Regions from separate parts of the Mus musculus genome. Here region 1 is linked to region 2. A link is a contact called in public HiChIP or PLAC-seq data. All regions are on one chromosome and are shown on one strand. Each heading gives the region's core, a stretch centred on a gene start, on an enhancer-like site or on the middle of the called end of the contact. The rest is flanking DNA. Distances are from core to core; before and after follow the strand shown.

Region 1 (6,926 bases), core at 3,672-6,171, 39 kb before region 2:
CATGTGTTAATTAATTGCTTGCTGCCTGCGACTGTGAACATAGTGTGACTACCTGCTTCATGTTCCTGCTATCGTGACTTTGCTGCAACAATGGATTTGTGAGTCCAAGAAGCCCTTTCTCCCTTAAGTTGTTTTATCACATAGTATTTAATCTCAGCAATAGGAAACAGAGTGATGACAGAGATCTGATGCTATCTATTTCACCTCTGGTCAGACTTTGATTTGGGGAGAGTAACAGTTGGTTACGACCTTATGACCTTATGGCGAGCGTCCATGATTTGTGGAACTCTGTTTCCAGGCATAACATGGCTGTTGCAATCTTGAAACCAGAACAACTGTGATTATCTGCATGGGACTCTCATACTCTCTTGTACCTATTAATATCTTCTTTTGGAAGGAAAGGAAGATTTATCAGATATGTACCTGTACCTCCTCTCCCTTAGTTACATGTACCTTGCCTCAGTTGCACAAGGTCTTAGGAAGTGCTAAAGTCATAGGAGTGGTGGGAATTTAGGTGGTTGGTGACTCAGTGGTGTATTCCTTCCAAGATTATGTTTTTTATTATTTATTTATTTATTTATTTATTTATTTATTTATTGCTGCTGCTGCCCAAGCCACACTTGCTTCTATAGGGAACCCCAGTAAACTCATTGGTTCACCAAGCTGGACTTAGATGAATATTTTCTGTAATTTGTATTCTCTATTTGGAGTGAAAAGTACTAAATTCTCAAGGAAAAGCGATCCAACACTAGGAGGGTCTCTCATCCAGGACCAAACTCAGGTGAGCATAGCTATAGTGAATGCTGAATGCTGCCATTGGACCTTGTATTCTATGTGTGCATGGCAGTTGATGTGTGGGTTTGTGTGATGTGAAATTTCTTGTCCTGAGTGTTGGGGGAATGCAGTGCCATGATAGTAAGAAACTTACATCTGGCAGCTGTCAGAAAAACCATGTCCCCTGATATGTATATTACAATCAACAAATATGGACACTACATGAATATTTACATTGAAATTAACATCAGGTCTTTGAAGTGGAGAGAGAAAAAAATTTCTTGTTCATGTGTTCACCACCAAAAGAAACCATTTAATATTAATTAGAATAGATGAAATGACATAATTTAGGAAGTTGGAATAGCTAGTGACTCATAAATTTTTATTAGATATTTTCTTTATTTACATTTCAAATGTTATCCCCTTTCCTGGTTTCCCTTTCCAAAACCCCCTATCCCTTCCCCCCTTACCCTGCTCACCAACCCACCCATTCCCACTTCCTGGCCCTGGAAGTCCCCTATATTGGGACATATAACCATCACAGGATCAAGGGCCTCTCCTCCCACTGATGACTGACTACGTATGCAGCTAGAGTCATGAGTCCCACCGTGTGTTTTCTTTGGTTGGTGGTTTAGTCCCAGGGAGCTCTGGGGGTACTGATTAGTTCATATGGTTGTTCCTCCTATGGGGCTGCCAACCCCTTCAGCTCCTTAGGTCCTTTCTCTAGCTCCTTCATTGGGGACCCTGTGCTCTGTCCAATGGATGGCTATGAGCATACACTTATGTATTTGTCAGGCACTGGCAGAGCCTCTCAGTACACAGTGTTATATCAGGCTCCTGTCAGCAAGCTCTCATTGGTATCCCCTATAGTATCTGGTTTTGGTGGTTGTTTATGGGATGGATCCCTAGGTGGGGCAGTCTCTAGATGTTCCTTCCTTCAGTCTCTGCTTCACACTTTGTCTCTGAAACTCCTTCCATGGATATTTTGTTCCCCCTTCTAAGAAGGATTGACTTATCCACCCTTTGGTCTTCCTTCTGAGCTTCTGGGCTAATATCCACTTATCAGTGAGTGCATATCATGTGTGTTCTTTTGTGATTGGGTTACCTCACTCAGGATGATGCCCTCCAGGTCCATCCATTTGCCTAGGAATTTCATAAATTCATTTTTTAAAATAGCTGAGTAGTACTCCATTGTGTAAATGTACCGCATTTTCTGTATCCATTCCTCTGTTGAGGGGCATCTGGGTTCTTTCCAGCTTCTGGTTATTATAAATAAGGCTGCTATGAACATAGTGGAGCATGTGTCCTTATTACATGTTGGAGCATATTCTGGGTATATGCCCAGGAGTAGTATTGCTGGATGCTCTGTAGTACTATGTCCAATTTTCTGAGGAACTCTTACAGCCCTCTACAGTGGAAAAGGACATTTAGTTATGTTCTGAGCTATGAATATTCATTGGAAATTGTTACCAGTGTAGCTAAAGGCCGTGTCTCCAGGTACACTGTTACAAAGATGCTTGATGGTGAGGAATCCTGCTTTATTCTCTGTTATTCCTGCTATCAAGGCTTACTCCTTACAAAATGGAGTGACATAAAACTCTCAATAACTTCAATTTCCAGGAAGAGTCTCAACGTAAAATCCCTTTGTCTCAACTAAGAGATTTATTTTATTTTATTGGATTAAGATGCATTTTTGCTCTTCCTGATAAGAACATAGCTTATAAACGTTATGCAGTTTTATGTAAAGTGAACCTTACAGCAGTGGCATCAGAGTTTTTTTTTTTTTAATCCACATAAACATGTGGATTCATAGTCTTACATGATGTTGATCACAAGAGATAAGGATACCAAAAGCAGCGTAAAAACAACTGGAACAAAGGATCTGATTAGAAATGACAGTTGTTTGGAAGTTTAATTTTGTAGGACAAAGGCTAGCTTTTGAGTGTTTATTTTAGGGTTGAGGAGTTTACATTATAGAGGTATTCACATCTCCATTCCTTTCATTTGGCCATGACACACTTCCTGGATATTTCAAGCCTCTCTGTTTTGCAAGATGACTTTGCATTCTGAAGAGGTTTCCTGCTTGATTTAATTCCATCAACTGATTACCATGGAAACTCCTGGTGTCGTTTCCTCTTCCTGGAAGGAGACATTGACTCTGTTTCAAATAGAAATTTTGGCACAGAAAATAGAATACGTTTCATAAAGTAAACTGTGTATCCACAGGAATGCCTTTCAGAGTGACCTTCTGGGAGGAGAAGAGTCACACACATATCACCACTGAACTACAAAGATAGTGCTATGGTCAGTTAGCAGCATAGTCCACATCAAAACAAAGCCACACCCAAAAGGTTTAATTTCATTAAGGAAGGACTTGACAACAATCCTTTGTTTTATATTAGCTAAATTAACTATAAACAAAACAACCAATTATATAACATCCCTAACATTTTGCAAGAGTCAATCAATTTAAATTTCTCCATAATACAAAGATCCAATCTACATTTTGCCATAGATTTTATGTTTAAAGGGCATTTTCAAGCTTTTATGCATGTGTTGGACATACTGAGCCATTCTATTGGAACCTGCTCTCTGAGACAAGGATCACACTCAGACTTTCTCTGCTCACCTTCAGCTATTTTGACATAGAATGTAGACAGGAATAGTCAGTTATAGTCATGAGAAAGAGTGGCATTTGTGTTTATTATGCTTACTGAAGCCGTGTGTGTGTGTGTGTGTGTGTGTGTGTGTATGCATGTATTATCATTAAATGTCTAAACAAAGATGACAAGCAGATCCTTATATTTATGCATATTGTATATAGACATGTGGCAATCAGAAGTATTGATAGAAAAAATCAGCAAGCATTGAGAGAAAAACCTATAGATTTAGACAACAGCTTCAATAATATTAATTTATATTTTTACAGGACCTTTCTTTCTGAAAGACTTAGATTTTCGGTTAATGTTTGAAAACCATTGAATTATAGTTAAATATTTACACCTAAGCATATAGTTGAGGTCTATTTTCCTAAGACATAAAAAGGGAGTGGAATAAAATTGTGGCTTCTTGCAAGCTTACTGGCAGAAGATGAATAGGTTCCTTTAGATAACTTGAAATTTCACTATGGGGAACTGTTAGTTATGATTCTTTCATTAAGCAGAGACAATTGGAAAACATTATTGTCTTTTCTCATAGTCAAATGTCTATAAGACCTTAAAAAGCTTTATTAAAAATTCATACACATAGCACTTCCTAAAAGGAGTGTGCTTTCAGCAGATCTAGGAATAGCAATAAAATAATTTCATATATCCTGAATATTGAAGTTAAGATATTTCAAAGTGCTGACAATAATTGTAGGGGATCTGTTTTGATCATTGAAAGGAGAGGGGCATGTGATAACTGCAAGTTCACTGTAGCTGTAGCTGTAGCTGCTTTCTCAAAGCTTGCACAAGCTGTTGGAATATCTCCTGATGACAAAGCACTAAAGAGCTCTGGTCTCTACCACGTGCTGCTTATGGTCAGTGTGCCTGACTCCAGGTGCTGGGTGTAACTAAAGCTTCACAGCAGACGCCTTTCAAGTTCAAACACATGCACTGTGCAAATTGCATTCAGACCTATTTCTGGAATCTTTTTTTGTTTGTTTGTTTGTTTGTTTGTTTGTTTTTACCCCAACTCCCACCATCCTGTAAATGAGAGTTTGAATGCATCGTATTGAATGATGCATGGAAGAGTTCTCTGCCTGCAGCTTTTGGTCATAAGACATTTGGAAAAATGATTATGATCTAAACATTGACTAATATGTTTAGCTGAAGAATCTTAACTTTATGACCCCCTTAACCTAAATTATGATTTTCATATTATTTTTGGACCCTTCAATATACTAATACATTTCTCTCTTACCCTCTGTTCCTCGCCCCCATTCCGGTTTCTTTTAACTCTCCTCTACTCCTTTTCTCATCCCTTGACTCTTCAGTTACCCTGTGAGTTTTGAGGAGGTGGGGAGATTTTCCATGACACATTTTTGTCATTTAAACATAAGCCACTGAAGCACAGATTATTGTCTCTCTCTCCCTATAATATACAAACATGACCATGGCTTAATAACCAGACTCATACCAATGCAGTGAGCCTTGTATTAGTCATAGAGGATTTAGCCAAAATGAGTATACTGTGACATGGCAGTTCTGATTCTGGTTGATGTGAGGGCAGAATAGAGCGTAGTTGTCTCAATAGGTCAAAACCCTTCCATCCATGCTGTATTAATAAGATAGTGAGAAATAAAAAAAAATCCATCAGCTGGAGTTAAAAATCTGTATTCATATAATTTCTACTTTAACACATCAGAGATTAGTGTGTTGTGAAAGACCATCTTTTCTATCCTCTCCCTGGTCTTCTCTGTCCTCTATCATGGCTTCCAATCCTTTACTCTTTTCCTTTCTTTGTTTTTCAAACTTTTCCAGCCATGCATCAAATACCTTAATTGTTAACTTAAATATTGGTAGTGCCACTGTTTTTTCACACTTATGTTGAGAATTTTAGAACACATTGAAGCTGAAATTAGCAATGATGCTTCAAGTTTTTTTTTTTTTAAGAAAACTAAAAATCATTTTGTATTTGCTATACAACATGATTTATTTCTGGATGTAACTAGGAGCCCATGGAGTCAATAGCTACTATGCGATGTAAATTTGCAAGCATTTGGGCACCTGAGCATCCATTCCCAGCCACCTTTGCCATACACATCTGTGTAAGAATTAATTACAGTAGAACGGAAGGGCAGATTAGACCTTACTTACTGTTCCTTTGCTGGTGGTGGGATAATAGATGGGACAAGAATGGAAACAAGATCCTTTGGCCTCCTGTGGTAGAAAAACCCATGAGTCAGAGGCTCTGAGTTTTCTCTTACTAATCCCCTTCCCTTTCTCAGCACTGTGAAACTTTTACTTCATCATGTGACAGCCAACAGCCTAGTCTGTCACAGCAAAATTTTTCTCTGCATCTCAATTCTGACCAATATGGCGATGTATACTGCCCATGGTAACTGGGAGGAATTTAAAGCTGCTCAGGTTAAAACAATCCCAATATTTTTATATTCTCTACCTGACACACTGCTTTAGATGTTCCCCCACACAAATCTATATCTGATAGAGAGCAGAGTGTTGGATCCCCTAGAACTGCACTTAGATATGCTGTCAGTTACCCATGTGGGTGTTAGGAATCCAGCCTGTGTCCTCTAGAAGAACAAGTGCGTTTGACAGCTAAGCCAAATCTCCAGCCATTAGGAACCTCTTCTTAGCTGCGAGCTCTCCTCACAGCACCTGTAAACATTAGCACAAGTCATACATGAACCAAATTTAAACTATTAGTGTTAGATTATTTCAATGTCTTATAAGTTTTCTACATAGTTTTATCTGCCTTATAAGCTAATAGACCTTGAAATTAGTTGGTGGGTGATCTAGAAAAAATAACTTGCATGGATGCAAAATCATCCTTTGCTAAATCATTTCCTCTCTTACAACACAACACAAATATTTCTTAATTTAACTGAATTTACATGAATATTAGTCAGGGTTCTCTCTCTCTCCCTTTCTGTCTCTCTCCACACACACATGTATTTTATTTTATGGATATGAGTACTTGCTTTTATATATACATTGCATCATGCATATTTATAGATACACATATTTACACACACACACACACACACACACACACACACACACACACACACACACAGGGATTTATAACCATGGTTTACAGGCTATGGTCCAGCTGCTCAAACAATGGCTGTTTACCAATGGACGATCTAATAACCCAGTAGTTGTTCCATTCTCAAGGCTGGATGCACAACTGGTCTTCAGTATGAGCCAGAGTCTTGAAAAAGTAGGCTCTATTGCCAGTGAAGGAATAGACTTGCCAGTGATAGCAAGAGCAAGCAAGCAAAGACAGCAAGCTTACTTCTTCCATGTCTCATATATAGGTTGCCGCTAGAAAGGCATGGCCCAAATTAATGGTGGATTTTCTCACCTCAAAAGATCTACACTAAGGGTGGGTCTTCCCATTTCAGATGATCTAAACAAGAAAAATCCCTCAGAAGTATACTTAGCCATTTGGGTTTTAGTTAATTCCAGATGTGCTTAAGTTGACAA
Region 2 (7,034 bases), core at 194-2,693:
TATATATATATGATATATATATACATATATATATATATATATATATATATATATGCTGCATCTTATTTTCTGGCAAATTTTCCATTTTCCTTTATGTAAAGAGAAACTATTGCTTAACAAATAGATTTTATAATATTAATGCAACTTAGTTAAGTGATTCAGGTATATATATATTATATTAATGGGTTACAGTAATTATACTGAATTAATTGAATAGCAGCTTGGTTTTTTTAGTAACTGCAAAGGGCCAGTGGTATGTCACCCCTTGGTTATGGTTCTTGATATTGGTGGAATTGGTAGAACCCTACTCTGTCTTTCCAGTCTCATATCTACCATGTAACCATACTTTCTGGGCTATTTTATTGGGTTTTTATATCTGCCGTCCTTCTTTATCTGAATCCCTTTCAACCTCCCAACACTAGGCAGGCAAGAAAGAAGATGTGGGGGGCTGGAGAGATGGCTCAGTGGTTAAGAGTGCCGAATGCTCTTCCAAAGGTCCCAAGTTCAAATCCCAGCAACCACATGGTGGCTCACAACCATCCGTAACGAAATCTGATGCCCTCTTCTGGAGTATCTGAGGATGGCTACAGTGTACTTACATTAAATAAATAAATAAATAAATAAATAAATAAATAAATAAATAAATAAATCTTAAAAAAAAAAGAAAGAAAGAAGATGTGAGGGAAAAGAGGCACAGGCCTCTTTAGACTACTTCCTGCTGATTATGGACATTGAGATCCTAGGGGCAAGTGCAATCTTCATGGTTAGGATATCTCCAACCAGCAATCTAGCAACTTGGAAATCCAGCAATCCAGTAATAACAAAAGCAATGAAAGCAACACCAGGACCCATCGGCCCCCGGGATGAAGCAGCTGCCACCAGGCCTCCTGGGCTCTCACATTTATATCCTCTCAAAAGTCCCCAGAATTCTGAATATACCTGGCAAAAATTACACCCTTCCTAGAGTACGATACAAATCATAGTCAGCAGCTGTGGGTAGTCTAAAGCAGTCCCATATCCCACACCTATTCAGGGAGGTGGTTTTTCTATGTAATGATACAAAGGGGAACATTCTAAGAAAAATTGTTCATTAAATTAATTTGAATAAATAAAAAAAACAAAAATATAATCACATAACAACACTGCGTTTTTTAAGAAACCAAAATTCTCACTACACTACCATGTGAATGATTTGATCCACCTTGTTGGACTGGCTGGATCAACATTGTTTACTATCCAATAACTAGCAAAGGAAAAACAACTGTTTTTGTTTGTTTGTTTGTTTGTTTTGTTTTGTTTCTTTGTTTTGGCTGGAAGATCATTCTGTTTGTATTTTCTCTGTATAAAGATTTTAAAATTTAAGAAACTATTAAACAATAATCATTTGTGGCCACAGAAATGTTAGTGTAATCTCTCACACATGAGTAATCTTTAAATGTTTCACTCTGGAAGAGAAAAATCCAGAAGCAGGTCATGGATATTACTGGAAGCCTCATGGGAAACTCCAGAAAACCACCCAGTTCAGCAACGGGCAGCACACACTGTTGAAAACAGCCAAGAGTCAAGGTTTACGTGATCACCCTCTGACTTACCAGCTGAAACCTTCAGGTGAGTAGCTTGTCCTTCTTAGTCATGGTCTCTCATCTGTGAGTTAAAACCATACTCTCTTTAGTGAATTCTTAGTGGCTATTATAATGGCAAAGGAGGAATAGGTTTACAATAAATTTATGATATTTAGATGAAGGCATTTTTTAAGATGATAGTTTAGACTGAGTTTCGTATATTTGGCTATAACCTCTTAACGATATATTTTTTCAAGTATAGATCTAGATAAATGTGGTAGGAAGAAAAATAAAAAGAATATCCTTACACAATAATGTCAGAAAAATGTTTATTTCCTTTAAAATATTCTAGGGAACAATTTAGAGATAGAATGGTGGCCCTATGATGTCCTGGACTGGAAGGGAAGCTTTCCAATGCCTGCAGAGAGCCAGACTTCTATCTCTCTGTTTCCTCTGAGGCTTCCATGGCTACTGTGGCCTGTGTTCTTGCTGCTGTATTCATCTTCCTCACCGGAGAAGGAAGGAGGTAGGTAGAAAGGGCAAAAGGGCTTCTCTCCCCGCTGAGTCACCCTACCACAAAGCACATTTCTGGAAGAAACCAGCAGTGACTTCTGCTTTGGAGTCAGGAATAAATAGTCTGTTAGCTGAGGTTGTCAACAGTTTACTGTGGTCTGTAAAACAAAGCAAGAAAATTTCTTATTCTGTGAAGAAAATAATCAATACGTCTGTAGCCCTGTCAAGACATACATTACCCTGCATCTAACTTCTATGTTTCCTCCTCTTCTGAGCTGAGAAACGGGCTACTAGTTCAATGAGATAGAATCCAGGAAGTAATGGTGAACAGAGGTACATAGGGCATGTGCACTTGGGAATAAAGGACACACTCCCAATTCTTCATATAGATGCTGTAATAACTTGAAAATCAGCTATTAAAAAGAATGAATTTATGAAATTCCTAGGCAAATGGATGGACCTGGAGGGCATCATCCTGAGTGAGGTAACCCAATCACAAAAGAACTCACACAATATGTACTCACTGATAAGTGGATATTAGCCCAGGAACTTAGAATACCCAAGATATAAGATACAATTTGCAAACTACATGAAACTCAAGAAGAACAAAGACCAAAGTGTGGATACTGTGCCCCTTCTTAGAATTGGGAACAAAACACCCATTGAAGGAGTTACAGAGACAAAGTTTAGAGCTGAGATGAAAGGATGGACCATCTAGAAACTGCCATATCCGGGGATCCATCCCATAATCAGCTTCCAAACGCTGACAAAATTGCATACACTAGCAAGATTTTGCTGAAAGGACCCAGATATAGCTGTCTCTTGTGAGACTATGCCGGGGCCTAGCAAACACAGAAGTGGATGCTCACAGTCAGCTGTTGGATGGATCACAGGGCCCCCAATGGAGGAGCTAGAGAAAGTAACCAAGAAGCTTAAGGGATCTGCAACCCTATAGGTGGAACAACAATATGAACTAACCAGTACCCTCCGGAGCTCATGTCTCTAGCTGCATATGTATCAGAAGTTGGCCTTGTCGGCCATCAGTGGAAAGAGAGGCCCATTGGTTGTGCAAACTTTATATGCCTCAGTGCAGGGGAACTCCAGGGCCAAGAAGTGGGAGTGGGTGGGTGGGGGAATGGGTGGGGGAGAGTGTGGGGGACTTTTGGGATAGCATTGGAAATGTAAATGAAATAAATACCTAATAAAAAAAAGAAAATAGTAAATGTTGATTTGTTCATTAAATTTGGTAGCTATGGTGAACACTTACTATGTAATTAACATGACAAAAAGTATTCTTATTATTGTTTGTGACTGTAGGTATATGAGTGAGTGAATGAAGTCATGAAAGTATGAGGTAAAGTAACAAAATAGTATTTTGATAAAAAACGAAGAGGCAGAATTTGCACTGAGATTGAGTTTGTCTTTCGTGAATTAAAGAAGAGAATTCCTACCTTAACTTATACCAAACAGCAAACACTATAACCTACCAGGCACAATTGTACATGAGATAGTTTTAAATTTTTCTCCTTTTTTTCTTTTTCACACAAGTTGCCTAACCGTGCCTTAAAAAGTGACCAATTATCCTGAAGAAACAAAGGAATGGCGAGAACCAGGTCCACATAAGAGTTTTCTAACATTGTCATTAGCTCCTAACCCACTGATCTAATGAGTGCTTCATGAGATAATCTGACATGATTAAATCATCTTCCAACAGCCTTGCTAACATCCCAGGAGAAACTTAGTAATATACCCAATCACTCTTTCTAGGAAGGGAGAATAGCAAACACATTTTTCTCTTTCTTGTTTATCATGAGATAATGCCATTTGACTTTAAGATCATTTTGTCCTAAATTATGAATGTAGTTACATTATTTTTCTCCACCAACTATATCTTTCTCTAAAGCTGAATATAGCACAGTGTAAGCCCTCAATATAACCCACAAACCATATGCAGCTTAAGAAGAAGGAAGACCAAAGTGTAGATGCTTCAATCCTACATAGATCAGGGAACAAAATAATCACAGGAAGCAGAGGGAGGGAGGAACCTGGTATGGAGAGAGGAGAGGGAGGGGGAAAGGGTGGGGCAGAAACAGGTATTGGAAGGGACAGGAGAGAAGTACAAAGGATCAGGAAATTGAATAGAAACATGTGGCAGAAGGGGATGGGAACTGGGTAGCCTCTAAAAAGTCTCAGACTCCAGGGGAGTGAGAGGCTCCCAGGAGCCAGTGTCGATGACTTTAACCAAAATACCCAGTGAAGGGAGATACAACCTGTAGAGACTACCTCCAGTAGATAGGCATGGTCCCCCAGTAGAGGGTTGGGGCCACCCATCCATCTCAAAAATTTTAACCCAGAAATGTTCCTGTCCAAGGGAAAGACAGTGACAACAAATGGAATGGAGACTGAAGGAAAGGCCATCCAGAGACCATCCCACCTATGGATCCATCCTATCTGCAGACACCCCTGCCCCCAACTATTGCTGATGCCAAGAAGCGCTGGTTGTCAGGAGCCTGATATGACAGTTCCCTGACCAATACAGGTACAGACACTTACAGCCAACCATCAGACGGTGCCTGGGGACCCCATTAGGGGAAGGACTGAAGGAGCTGAAGGGGATAGCAACCCCATAAGAACAATAACTGGATCACCCAGAGTTCCCAGGGACTAAACCACCCACTAAAGAGTATACATGGAGGGAGCCAGGATTCCAGATTCAAATCTAGCAGAGGATGGCCTTATCTGACATCAGTGGGAGGGGAGGGAGGCTTGATGCCCCAGGGTAGGGGGATGCTAGAGAAGTGAGACAGACGTGGGTGAATGGGTAGGGGAGCACCCTCATAGAGGCAAAAGGTAGGGTAGAGGGGAGATGGGATGGGAGTTTGGTAGAGGAGTCATCTGGAAGGGGGATATCATTTGAAATGTAAATGAATAAAATGATTAATAAAAATAGTCTGGATTCCATTCAGGTCCTTTCAATTTCCAATAGTTCAATAACTCCATTCAGCAGGCACTGAGCACTGGAAATATGCCACATGCCATACCAGCTCAAGATGAGGCTAAATACATTACTGGGAAAGGTCAGATTTCTTATCTTCGTAATGTCATATTTATAGGAACATGGCCACAATGGCCTGCATTGTATCGCCAGTACAGTTTCCATTCCAATCTATTATCCTTCAGTCTACTAATGCCATGAGTAGGGAGAGCATGGATGCATTCACCCAGGGTCACAAGCTGTGTCTGTAGGATCATTTTGGACCCCTCGGGCCTAGGGACAGTGTCAAAACCAGCGTAATTTATTTCCTGCCTTCAGGGCTTGTGGTTCCTCTCCTGGCTTGAGCAGCCTCTAGGTTGTCTGTGTCTGAGAGGAAGCTCTTTGAACAGGAACACCTGTGGTTTGGTAGAGGCTGGTGGGAACGGCAGTCTTGATAACCAGCCCAATGTTCCAGGCTCTGTCCCCACTGTGCTTGCTGCCTAGATTATTATTGTTTCTGGCATGACTGTTTTAAAGAAAACTGATTGTTGCACCAAGGAAAAGAAGCCAAAAGAAGACTGCAGTTAGAAAGAATAATTGGCATTACTTTGATCAAGCAAGTCAGGCTTGGGTCATTCCTATAAAAAGAAATTGGGGCAATAGACACTGAGAAATCATTATGGTTGAGAATATAGGGTTATTTGAGAGTTGGGTAAGTTTGGAATAGGTGAGTATAGCCTATGGTATTATTTCATTATGTAAACACCATGAGTGACTTGAAGGATATGCCAGACAAGTATCAGTAGTATTGGGGAAGCAATACAAACATAAATAAAAGAGTAAAAGTTGAATTTTAATATAATATTTTGTTAACTGGTTGAGATTTTTCATACATGTATACAATGTGTTCTGATCATATTAACCGTCACTCATCACTCCTAACTCCTTTCACGTCTCTCCTACTCCTTGTCCCTGCTAACTGCTCACCTTCTTCTCTAACAACTCAGGAGAGTTTTAAAAGCATAAATTTTATCTAATTCTCTGAGAATTTCCTACATGTGTACAATATATTTTGACAATATCCATTCCCCCATCCTCCCAAATTCCCTCCACATTCACTCTTATTTTTTAAATTTTATTTTATTTTTTAGATTTAAAAAATTTTTAATTTATTTTTTACACTCCATATTCCATTCCCTGCCCCCCCAATCCACCCTCAGACTGCTCCACATCCCACACCTCCTCTCCACCCCACCCCTTCTCCACATTGATACCCCACCCCCCACCCCACCAGACCTCTAAATTCCCTGGGCCTCCAGTCTCTTGAGAGTTAGGTGCATCTTCTCTGAAAGAACACAGACCCGGAAATCCTCTACTGTATGTGTGTTGGGGGCCTCATATCAGCTGGTGTATGCTGTCTGTTTGGTGGCCCAGTGTTTGAGAGGTCTCAGGGGTCCAGATTAATTGAGACTGCTGATCCTCCTACAGGACCGACTTCTCCTCAGCTTCTTTCAGCCTTCCCTAATTCAACAACAGGGGTCAGCTGCTTCTGTCCCAACTTAGTGTCCTTTTATTTTTCTAAATATCCCACTAAGTCCAATTTATTCTGCACTTATCAGTATACAGCCATTCACTGGAGCATGGTTGACCTATTAAAGACCACATGCTTAAAGACAAATGACTCTCATTTTTCCAGAAGACCATGGCTTCTCAGACAGGGGTGACCCTCATGTACCCTATCCTTTCCATGTTGGAATATTGACTGGACTGGTCACGTGCAGGAAACCATCATTGGTTCCTGTTAGTCCATGAGAACAGCGGTCTTATGTCCAGGACATACTGTTTAGCCCTGGCCCCACCTAACCGCTGTCTCTTATTATCTTTGCTATCCCTCTTTCAAGATGATCTCTGAGCCTTGAAAGGTGATGTGATATGGAATACCATTTGTAACTGAGTTCCCCATAGACACTTCTCTATATTTCAGC

The links. HiChIP or PLAC-seq counts read pairs in DNA pulled down with a chosen protein or histone mark.
Region 1: a contact with region 2 is called in a CTCF HiChIP or PLAC-seq map of the NIH/3T3 cell line, with 15 read pairs. The contact joins the enhancer-like site here to the promoter of 9130015A21Rik in region 2. A contact is called at or near these places in 2 of 15 datasets of contacts at CTCF or cohesin (CD8 T cells and the NIH/3T3 cell line), 2 of 484 Hi-C or Micro-C datasets (macrophages and myeloid progenitors) and 2 of 115 datasets of contacts at active chromatin or transcription factors (CD8 T cells and embryonic fibroblasts).

Annotation. Positions count from the first base shown.
Region 1 is chr12:35,732,551-35,739,476 of GRCm38.p6, reverse strand. All of the region lies in intron 1 of Gm40388 (a long non-coding RNA gene), which reads left to right. Among named protein-coding and RNA genes, the nearest start is that of Gm40388, 11 kb to the left of the region's middle. Within about 2 kb of position 4,921, at least 45 of the 459 cell types and tissues checked have an H3K27ac peak or open chromatin away from gene starts, as enhancers often do. A contact at or near this core is called in the NIH/3T3 cell line and embryonic fibroblasts, where this site is marked.
Region 2 is chr12:35,689,527-35,696,560 of GRCm38.p6, reverse strand. 9130015A21Rik (RIKEN cDNA 9130015A21 gene) reads left to right here and starts at 1,443. Exons shown (of 5, transcript NR_045050.1): 1 at 1,443-1,608; 2 at 1,915-2,088; 3 at 4,447-4,614.